2 separate regions of the Ovis aries genome follow, and region 2 is linked to region 1. The links are chromatin contacts, called in public Hi-C maps. All regions are on one chromosome and are shown on one strand. The core of a region is the stretch at or near the end of the contact, and the rest is flanking DNA. Distances in the headings are between cores, read along the strand shown. Region 1 has its middle 410 kb from the start of JARID2. Region 2 has its middle 400 kb from the start of CD83.

Region 1 (4,891 bases), core at 281-2,780:
GTTACATTTGTCTTATGATTTTTGATCTCCTATTAAAAATAGGAGAACCATTCTTAGCTCAGGCTGTACAGAAGCAGGCAGGGGCCGGAATTGCCCTGTAGGCCATGGTTGGCTGACCCCCCCCTTTAGAGTATTTCTGTCCCCTTGCCTGTCCAGTGACATTGAATCAAGGTTAGCCAGTTGATCACTCTTTGTAAATAGGCAGCCACTGGCAGTGGAGAGTGAGAAAAGGCCCAGAGTTAGTGCCTTAGTTACATAATTAAATGATATCTTATTTACTTTTAAACTTTTCATGAAAAGTTGCCAAATCGCTCTCCTAGCCCTCAGCCCTTCCATTGACATCTTCCTCCTTTGATACTGAAATTTAAATTCAGGGACTTAAAAGTGGATCTTATGACAGGTTAGGTTGCCATCCTAAAACAGCTGTGTCATCACCCCAAAATGCATAATAAAGAAACTACAATGCCCTCCGGGCTGATCCTTTGGCCTGAGTGAGGCTCTGATTGCTGACTTGCTGACACTGTTACAATGATCTGTCCAAGTCCTTATCTGGTCTCTGCACGCAGGCTGATGGTCCTTGGGTTCTGGTTTACCTGGGTGGACTTGTCCTCGCTGAACAGAAGTTCTCCAGATGGTCAGGAGTCCATGTGCTGCTGCCATTCCCCAGAAGCCATACCTGGCTAAATGCTGGGATCAGGACCCCTCTCTCAAGCCAGCATCATCTCTGGCCTGGATTTCTGTGCTAACCAGTGTTCCTGCTTCTCCTCCTATTCCACATAAATCACTCTCCATGTATAAACTCAAGTGATCTTTTGAAAGCAGAAATCAGATCACATCACTCACTTGCTTAAAAATCCTCCAAGGGGTTATATTTAGAATAAAATCCAAATTCACTACCCTGCGTTATGGGTTGAACCGTGTCCTTCCCGAAAGGTGCCCCAGCCAGGCTGACATACCGTAGTTCATCTGCCTCTGTATGGATACAGGGGTGGGTTCACCAATATTACCGTGAGACTATGAAAACAAAGCAAAACGAAACACAGGTTTCTGCCTTGCAGCGTTTGTTAACATAAAGCCATGTTGACACACTTTTTAATCTGTCAGCAGACAAATCTTGGAAGGTAGCCCACACTGTCCATGAGTTAACTTGCTTTTGTTCACTGAAGTGGAGCTATTCATTCATTGGAAGGGATGTGTATCAGCACAGCTTTGAAAAGACAGTGGCGGTGTGTGGCCTTGGCAGGTACCATCGTGGACCTGGGCGTGGAGTGAGGGGACGAGGAGACAGGGGTGTCATTGCCTGCTTATGGCCTGGACTGCTGAAGGTGGCAGATGTAGTTCCTTGACTTGTAGAAATTGCTAGTACTGTGTACAGTTGGAAGAATGCTCAAATTACCTTTGAATTTTGCCCTTTGCACTCAGAAACCTGTCCAAGTCATTTTCTTATCTCTACATGGGAGTTGATGGTCTTCAGACTCCAGTTGACCTCTTGGGGTGGACTGTCCCCAAAGACCTTTCCCTCAGCAAGCAGAGGTTCTCCAGATAGAAGTGTCTATTGCCTGGTCAATTCACTGAGAGGCCACGCCTGGCTAAACGCTGTAGAGACCTGACCAACTATAGGAATTGAGACACATCTTCCGAGCCAGCATCAGCTCTGGCCAGGATTTCTGTGCTAACTTGTATCCCTCTTCCCCTGCTATCCAGGATAAACCTCTCTCCACATATAAACTCGTGTGATCTTTTGAAAGCAGAACTCAGATCTCATCACTCACATGTTTAAAACCCTCCAAGGGGTTGCATTTAGAATAAAATCCACAGTCTTTACCATGTGTTATGTGTCAAACTATGGCCTCCCCAGAAGACATTGAAGTCCTGAGTTTCTGTGAATGTGAACTTACTGAAAATAGCATCTTTGCAGATGATCAAGTTAAAATGGGATAACTAAAAGAGTCCTGATCCAATAAGACTGCTGTCCTTATAAAAGGGGTAATTCAGATACAAAAATGGACATACACAGAGGGATGGTTATATGAAGATGTAAGGCAAAAGCCAGCAGCAAGCTCAGGAATGCCTGAGGCCACGAAGCAGGAGAGAGGCCTGCTCTTGCATGGGGAATCTCTTGATTCCCCATCATGGTCTCAGGAGGAACCAACTATGAGACCCTTGAGCTTGGATTTCCAGCCTCCAGAGCTGTGAGACAGTAAGTGTCTCGTCTTTAAGCCACCTGGTTTGCAGTGTGTCACAGCAGTCTCCGAAAACTAATCCGCCTGCTTACAAAGCCTGTGTGGTCTGTACTCCCCTTCCTGTAGGCACCCCCCCCGCCTTTGAATTATGCTCATTGCTAAGTCACTGGGCTTCTTGACTGGACAACATTGCAGCTGCCCACATGGCAACGGGAAAAGTGGGTGGGAGTGGTGGTGGTTAGAATCAGGGGCTTTATTGACATTTAATGGGAGGGGAGGCTAGGGATATTAGAAATTTCCAAATGCATGGAAAAGCCCCCCACAGTATAGCCGCTGATGGCCACATCACCAGAATTCCTGCACCACACTGGCCTTGAGTCCATTCTGTGAAACTGCCCCCATTACCCCTAGCTCGCCTGGGGCCTCTGCCTAGAATGTTCCCCGTTGCTCTTTATGTGGGTTAAATCAGAACTCAAATGTGATCTTCTCAGAGAGGCATTCTAGTAAAGAATCCACTTGTTCACTCACTGTCACATCAGTCTTTAAAAAATACCCCTGCACAAATAGCATTACTTCTATTTGATTTTTTAAAACCTGTTAGTTTACCTGTTTGTCTCCTCCTATTAGAACATGAGTTTGATGGGAGTAGGACTGTGTGGTAAGCCCGGGATCTACAGCAGAGCCTGTATCAGGGCTTCCCTGAGAGCTCAGTTGGTAAAGAATCCGCCTGCAATGCAGGAGACCCCAGTTTGATTCCTGAGCTGGGAAGATCCATTGAAGAAGGGATAGGCTACCCACCCCGGTATTCTTGGGCTTCCCTGGTGGCTCAGCCGGTAAAGAATCCGCCTGCAAGGAGGGAGACCTGGGTTCAATCCCTGGGTTGGGAAGATCCTCTGGAGAAGGGAAAGGCTACCCACTTCAGTATTGTGGCCTGGAGAATTCCATGGACTATTTAGTCCATGGAGTTGCAAAGAGTCGGACATGACTGAGTGACTTTCACTTTCACAGCAGAGCCTGGCACAGAATAGGTTGGATAAATGAATCCTAACCCCAGAACTGAAAACTGTGAAATGCCTGGGGTCAGGGAGAGAAGAAAGGCAGGGAGACAGGGCAGGAAGGAGGCAGACCCGATGAAATGTGGTGGAGAGGCACTGGTAGGGCTGTGACTTTAACAACATCTGGACTTTGCTGACTGTTCTCAGCCCACAAAACAGGAGAGGACAGGATTCCTGAAGTGCTTTTGGGGAAGCAGCCTTTCTTCATACAGTGAGGGGTAGGGTGTGGAATTCATTAAACCCAGATCAGTAGAGACTCGAAAAGAGAACTAGCTTTCCCATGGTTTAAGGGGAGCTTGTGCTTGATGGATGACAGGTTGACTTATACTGAATTATTGGATAATGGGGAGCCGAGAAGGGAAAACATAGCTGTAAAGTTGATATTAAGAAGGACAAGCCCATCTTCCACGAAATGCCCTTTGTGTCCCCATGAAAACCAGCCATTGGGCTGCATGGGACGTGGACTTCCCCTTTCCTTGCTTTTTACAGGACTATCTTTTCCTTAAAAAGATATAGAACAAACATTATGCAAGCTTCTACATGGACCCTGAAATGGAGTCATTTCAAAGGACACACGAGTATTAAAAACAGAATTTGTTGTTGTTTAGTCGTTCAGTCATGTCTGATTCTTTGTGACCCCATGGACTACAGCATGCCAGGCTTCCCTGTCCTTCACCATCTCTCAGAGCTTGCTCAAACTCATGTCTATTGAGTCGGGGATGCCATCCAACCATTTCATCTTCTGTTGTCCCCTTCTCCTCCTGCCTTCAGTCTTTCCCAGCATCAGAGTCTTTTCTAATGAGTCAGCTCTTCGCATCAAAGAAGTGACCAAAGTATTGGAGGTTCAGCTTCAGCTTCAGCATCAATCCTTCCAATGAATATTCAAAAAAGCAGAGTTAGGTTTTTCAAAACAATTGCAGCCTTTATTTTTTCCTTAGATGTCCTCTGTTTTACTTAGCTTGAAACTTATATGAAGTTTCATTTTCTATCTTGGTGCAGACTTGGAACTTTGGAGGCAAGAGGCACTGTTCTCCACTGGCTGAGAGATAGCCTTCGTGGTGATTCTATCTCTGCTGCTAATTTGCTGGATGACCTTTCGTGTTTTACTTAACCTCATAAGGGCTTCAATTATTCTACAGAAAATTCAATGGAATACCTTACACCACAGGGGACTGACCATAGTGAGAGAATGAAACAATATATGGGAAAGCACATCGAGGAACTTTCTGTCTGCCTTTCTTTACCTTCGGTTTGTTATTTCTGCTCTTTGCCCGAGGCCCCTCCCTCCAGGCAGGCCCTCATCTTTCTTGTCATTTTCCCTCCTACAGGTTTCCCAAACTTTAGTCATTCACGTACCAAATTCACAATTTGCGGTGTATTTGAATACCAGTCTCACTATTATGTGGTTAATATTTTCTTTATTGACTCACTTTTAAAATTTAAATTGGTTTACTTGAAAAGGAAAAATGTACATCGATATATATGACAATGAGATCATAAGTCGGTCAAGCATATTTTCTCCAATATACATTTTATTACTATACGATCATTAAAATTAAAATAAAAACATGGCGTCTGGACTCAAGCGCCCGTTCCTCCATGACACAGTCACTAGCGCCCCAGACTAAGTCTGTCTCCCTGCCAGATTGCCTG
Region 2 (4,409 bases), core at 1,544-4,043, 160 kb after region 1:
AACTCTTTCGCCAAAGGCATGGGATTGTTTATTTCCCCTACAGATGTTTTTGTGCTGCTCTAAAGTGAAAGCTATTATACTAGTTGCCGTTGCATTATTTATTCTGTGGAGGAGCAGGATATCTGGTGAGGTGGCCAGAATTTGTCCATTTTCATGGCGCCGTCTTCAGGCTTCATCTGGTGGCTCCAGAAGGACAGTCAGGGGGGTTGACAGGAACCTACCCCTCAGTTCCTGCTGCATTCCTACTTGCCTGCTCATACAAGGGAAACCAGGGTTATAAACATACCCTTCCTGGCTGTAGAAAAATGATTTGCTTCCAGGATTCTTTTCTCAGTTTTTTCTAAGAATCCCTAGGGGTATTCACATGTGTCTGGAAATCAGTTCTAGTCATTTGTAAATCCATTGCTGGCCAAGCCAGGACCACACAATAATCTTGAGCTGGAAATTTCCATTAGGTGGTCACTCTCAAACTGGAAATATTTTTCCCACTGCAGTGCAATTAGAGGTACCATTGTTGGTGAAAACAGTCCCCTTCCACTCCCAAAAGCAGAGAAAATGAGGCAGATCCCTGAGCCCCCACATCAGCCGCCCTTCGGAGGTGAGAGACAAGTTCCGCTGTTGGGGCAGGTCTAGATGGTACCAGTTACCTCTTAACCTGGTGTGGCTGAGCTTTGACTTTCCAGCTCAAGCCCTAACAGACCTGTTGGGATGGGGCATCCCTCAAGCAGAGACCTCCAGCCCCTCTCTGGAGACCTTTGTCAGTCTCTCCAGACAAGGTCTCCAGGGTAAGAGAGAGAATGACGCCCCTCCTCGCACTCCCTGCCCAGCTCTGCATTGTAACAGCAAGAGGTTCACAGTAAATTTGCCTGGAGCTGATGTAGTTGGCTGCATCCACTCACGCTTCCACCTCCACCCCAGCACCCAGCCTCCTCTCTCGCATTCTAGCCCTTTCAAGTCAGTTTCCTCTCTGAGACCTACTGGAGGCTCTTTCCACCAGCTTCCACCCAGGACTGCTATTCTGCAACCAGGGCATGTGTGCTAAGTCGCTTCAGTTGTGTCCAACTCTTTGCGACCCCGTGGACTGTAGCCTTCCAGGTTCCTCTGTCCATGGGATTCTCCAGGCAAGAATACTGGAGCTGGTTGCCATGCCCTCCTCCAGGGGATCTTCCCGACCCAGGGATTGAACCTGTGTCTCTTCCACCTCCTGTATTGGCAGGTGGGTTCTTTACCATTAACGCCACCTGGGAAGCCCTGCCAGCCACGCTTCTGTATTCTAGAAACCCAAGGGATATGAGAGTTCAATCCACTTTTCCCTCCACTGAATTCCTACGTAGATGTCTACATTCAGATGAGAGCTGGGGGTCTCATCTTCCCTACCCCTCTGTCCCAATTTCAGGAGCCAGCCATGTCCCACAGGCAAGTCCAACTACAGACGTGTGGGACAGTTTTGTCTAAGGCAATGGTTTTCAGTGTGAGCCTCACAGGGTGGTATGGAAATTTTAAAAACTGGGATCTCTCTTTATTTTCTAATCTCATGCTTTAAATTTTTTTACATGCATGTTTTACTACATACTAGCCGTGGTCAAACACTGTTTTAAACATTTGTTTAAAATTAGGGTAGGCAAACCAGTAGTGTCCACAATATGGACCTGGGGGACTCAGAGGCCTCAGATCCCTCATTATGTTCATGTATTTAATAATTTACATTTGAAGGTTCACTGTGGTACTTTCATGTGGATATTATGCCTGTTTTAGTCTTTTTAAAAACGAATTGTATTTGTTTACTTGGGGCTGTGCTGGATCTTCACTGCCGGGAGGGCTTTTTTCTCTCGTTGCTGCGAGCAGGTTTCTCATCGCGCTGACTTCTTTTGTCCCAGAGCACAGACTCCGGGCCATGCGGGCTTCCGTAGCTACAGCACATGGGCTCTGGAGCACAGGCTCAATAGCTGCGGTGCACAGGCTTACTCTGAGGCATGCGGGATCTTCCTGGGTCAGGGATCGAACCTGTGTCTCTTGTACTGTCAGGCAGATTCTTTACCATTGAGCCACCAGGGAAGACCTGTTTACTCTTTTTTATCTATCAGTAGGGTGGCAAAATTGTTTTGCTTTTCAGTTTTCAGGAAATTCACACCACATTTGCCTGCTGCTGCTGCTAAGTCGCTTCAGTTGTGTCCGACTCTGTGCGACCCCATAGATGGCAGCCCACCAGGCTCCCCCATCCCTGGCATTCTCCAGGCAAGAACACTGGAGTGGGTTGCCATTTCCTTCTCCAATGCATGAAAGTGAAAAGGGAAAGGGAAGTCGCTCAGTCGTGTCCGACTCTTCGCAACCCCATGGACTGCAGCCCACCAGGCTCCTCCATCAGTGGGATTTTCCAGGCAAGAGTACTGGAGTGGGGTGCCATTGCCTTCTCCGCCACATTTGCCTACCAAGTCTTTAATAGGTCCATGCAATCATTAAAATTTAAAACAGATAACATTTGAACTTATTAATACTATTATTAACTAATCTTGTTGCCTTCACTGAGATAAATTTCAGTATATTTTCCAACTTGTGAAACAGCTGGGTTTTTTTTTTTTTTTTTTACATTTGTTTACAACTGCTGTGTGGTTAATTGCTTTCAACAGCAGAAAGCCTTGATGTTATAGGTTCCACTTTCAAAATTTCTTCCAAATCTTCATAAATGTGAAAAAAAACCTGGACAAAGGAATTCATTCGTCACAGTAAATGGAACTGTATTTATCCATACACGTCATTCGTTGTGGTTGCTGACTCACCAGACTTCAGGGCTGCCTTGCTGAGGTGGACTCATGTGAGGTCACGCTGAAGCAGGCAAGAAGTGATTGAACAGCACAGACACGGAGCTGCAAAGTCAGTGTGACAGGTGAACATGCGTGGAGAGAACAGGAAGGGCTGGGCTTTGCTAGTTGCATAGGGTCTTAAGATCAGTGACTTACGTGCCATCAAGGCCTGAATTCAGGGTTTCTGTTGTCCAGCAGTGGGGTATTCCATTGCTCACCGTCCTTCATGATGGCTCCCAAGGATGCCCACCCAGGTACTCACATGTGTGTAGTCTCCTCCCACACTGGGCCAGGGGTGATCTGTGTGATCAAGAGAATATGGCAAAATTGATGGTGTGTCACTTCCAAGGTCAAGTTCTGAAAGACACCTTGGCTCTTGCCTTGGATGCTTGCTCACATTTCTTTCTTCCTCAGACCATCCACTCCTTAGGGAACCGAGCTGTCATGTTAAGAGCAACCATGTGTGGGTTCCTGTGTTAAGTATGGGGAACACAAGAGAGAAGGCACGTCCCCTCTTTTTAATGTAATTCTGTCTCTTAAGAAAGACAGAATGTTCTCGAGTAAATGCTGTGCAATGTCCTGTATATTTGTGCATGTTTAGTCGTTACGTTGTGTCCGACTCTTTGTGACCCCATGAACTATAGCCCACCAGGCTCATCTACCCATGGGATTTCCTAGACAAGAATGCTGGAGCGGGTTGCCATTTCCTCCTCCATGGGATCTTCCTCACTCAGAGATCAAACCCGCATCTCCTGCACTGGCAGGGGGGTCCTTTACTGCTGAGCCACCAGGGAAAGCCCATACTATATATGATAACAGTGGAAAAAGCAGACCTTTCAGGAACATTCGAGGAGGCTACATTCATTTCAACTTTGGTTCCCTGAAGAACCTTTTGAACCAAAGAAGAAAACAGTAGGTGCCTTCGAGGCATATAGGGAAAGGTGAAGGGAGAGAGGTTCCTTTCAGGCAGACAACTGGATATATAGAGACAGGGAATTGGGATCAGTAAGGATTTATCGGAAAAAAGACTTTATTGGCATTTTAATGGGCCCCACTGAAAAAATAAAATATATATGAGAGGAAACATCTGTCCTCTAAAATCACACACTGCCCAAGACTCGAAGCTATAACAGATCTGTTGAAACTCTTAGACCAGTGCTGTTCAGTATGGTAGCCACTAGACAGAAGAACACATTCAGTTCTTGAAATCTGGGTCGTCCAAATTAAATGTGCTGTGAGTGTAAAATACACACTAAAATTCGAAGACGTAACCAAAATCAGGTAAATATCCCATTCATAACTTTTTGTGACTACTACATGTTGAAATGATATTTTTGATATAATGAATTAAAAAGAATACCTTATTAAGACTGATTTCAACTATTTCATTTTTATGTTTTTAAAGGGGCAGCTAAGTTTAAAATCCTCTCGGTGGTCTGTCTTCGTGGCTTGTGCCATCTCCCTCTTGGGCAGTGCTGGTTTGGAGGCTGCTCTGGCATCAGCACTGTGGAAAAGGAAGAAAGAATGGGGTCAAGGGATGTTGGGAGGACCACAGCCAGCATGCTTTCCTCTACCTTCACTCTGTGTTGAGAGGGTCTAGAGTGAGGC

Evidence for each region. A called contact is a pair of places that touch in the nucleus more often than the background predicts.
Region 2: a Hi-C map of liver shows a contact between it and region 1, with 3 times the contacts expected there. The contact joins two enhancer-like sites. A contact is called at or near these places in 2 of 16 Hi-C or Micro-C datasets (liver and mixed tissues).

What each region holds. Positions count from the first base shown.
Region 1 is chr20:41,315,246-41,320,136 of ARS-UI_Ramb_v3.0, forward strand. No RefSeq gene overlaps it. Among named protein-coding and RNA genes, the nearest start is that of JARID2, 410 kb to the left of the region's middle. Within about 2 kb of position 1,531, at least 9 of the 54 cell types and tissues checked have an H3K27ac peak or open chromatin away from gene starts, as enhancers often do.
Region 2 is chr20:41,477,903-41,482,311 of ARS-UI_Ramb_v3.0, forward strand. No RefSeq gene overlaps it. Among named protein-coding and RNA genes, the nearest start is that of CD83, 400 kb to the right of the region's middle. Within about 2 kb of position 2,794, at least 3 of the 54 cell types and tissues checked have an H3K27ac peak or open chromatin away from gene starts, as enhancers often do.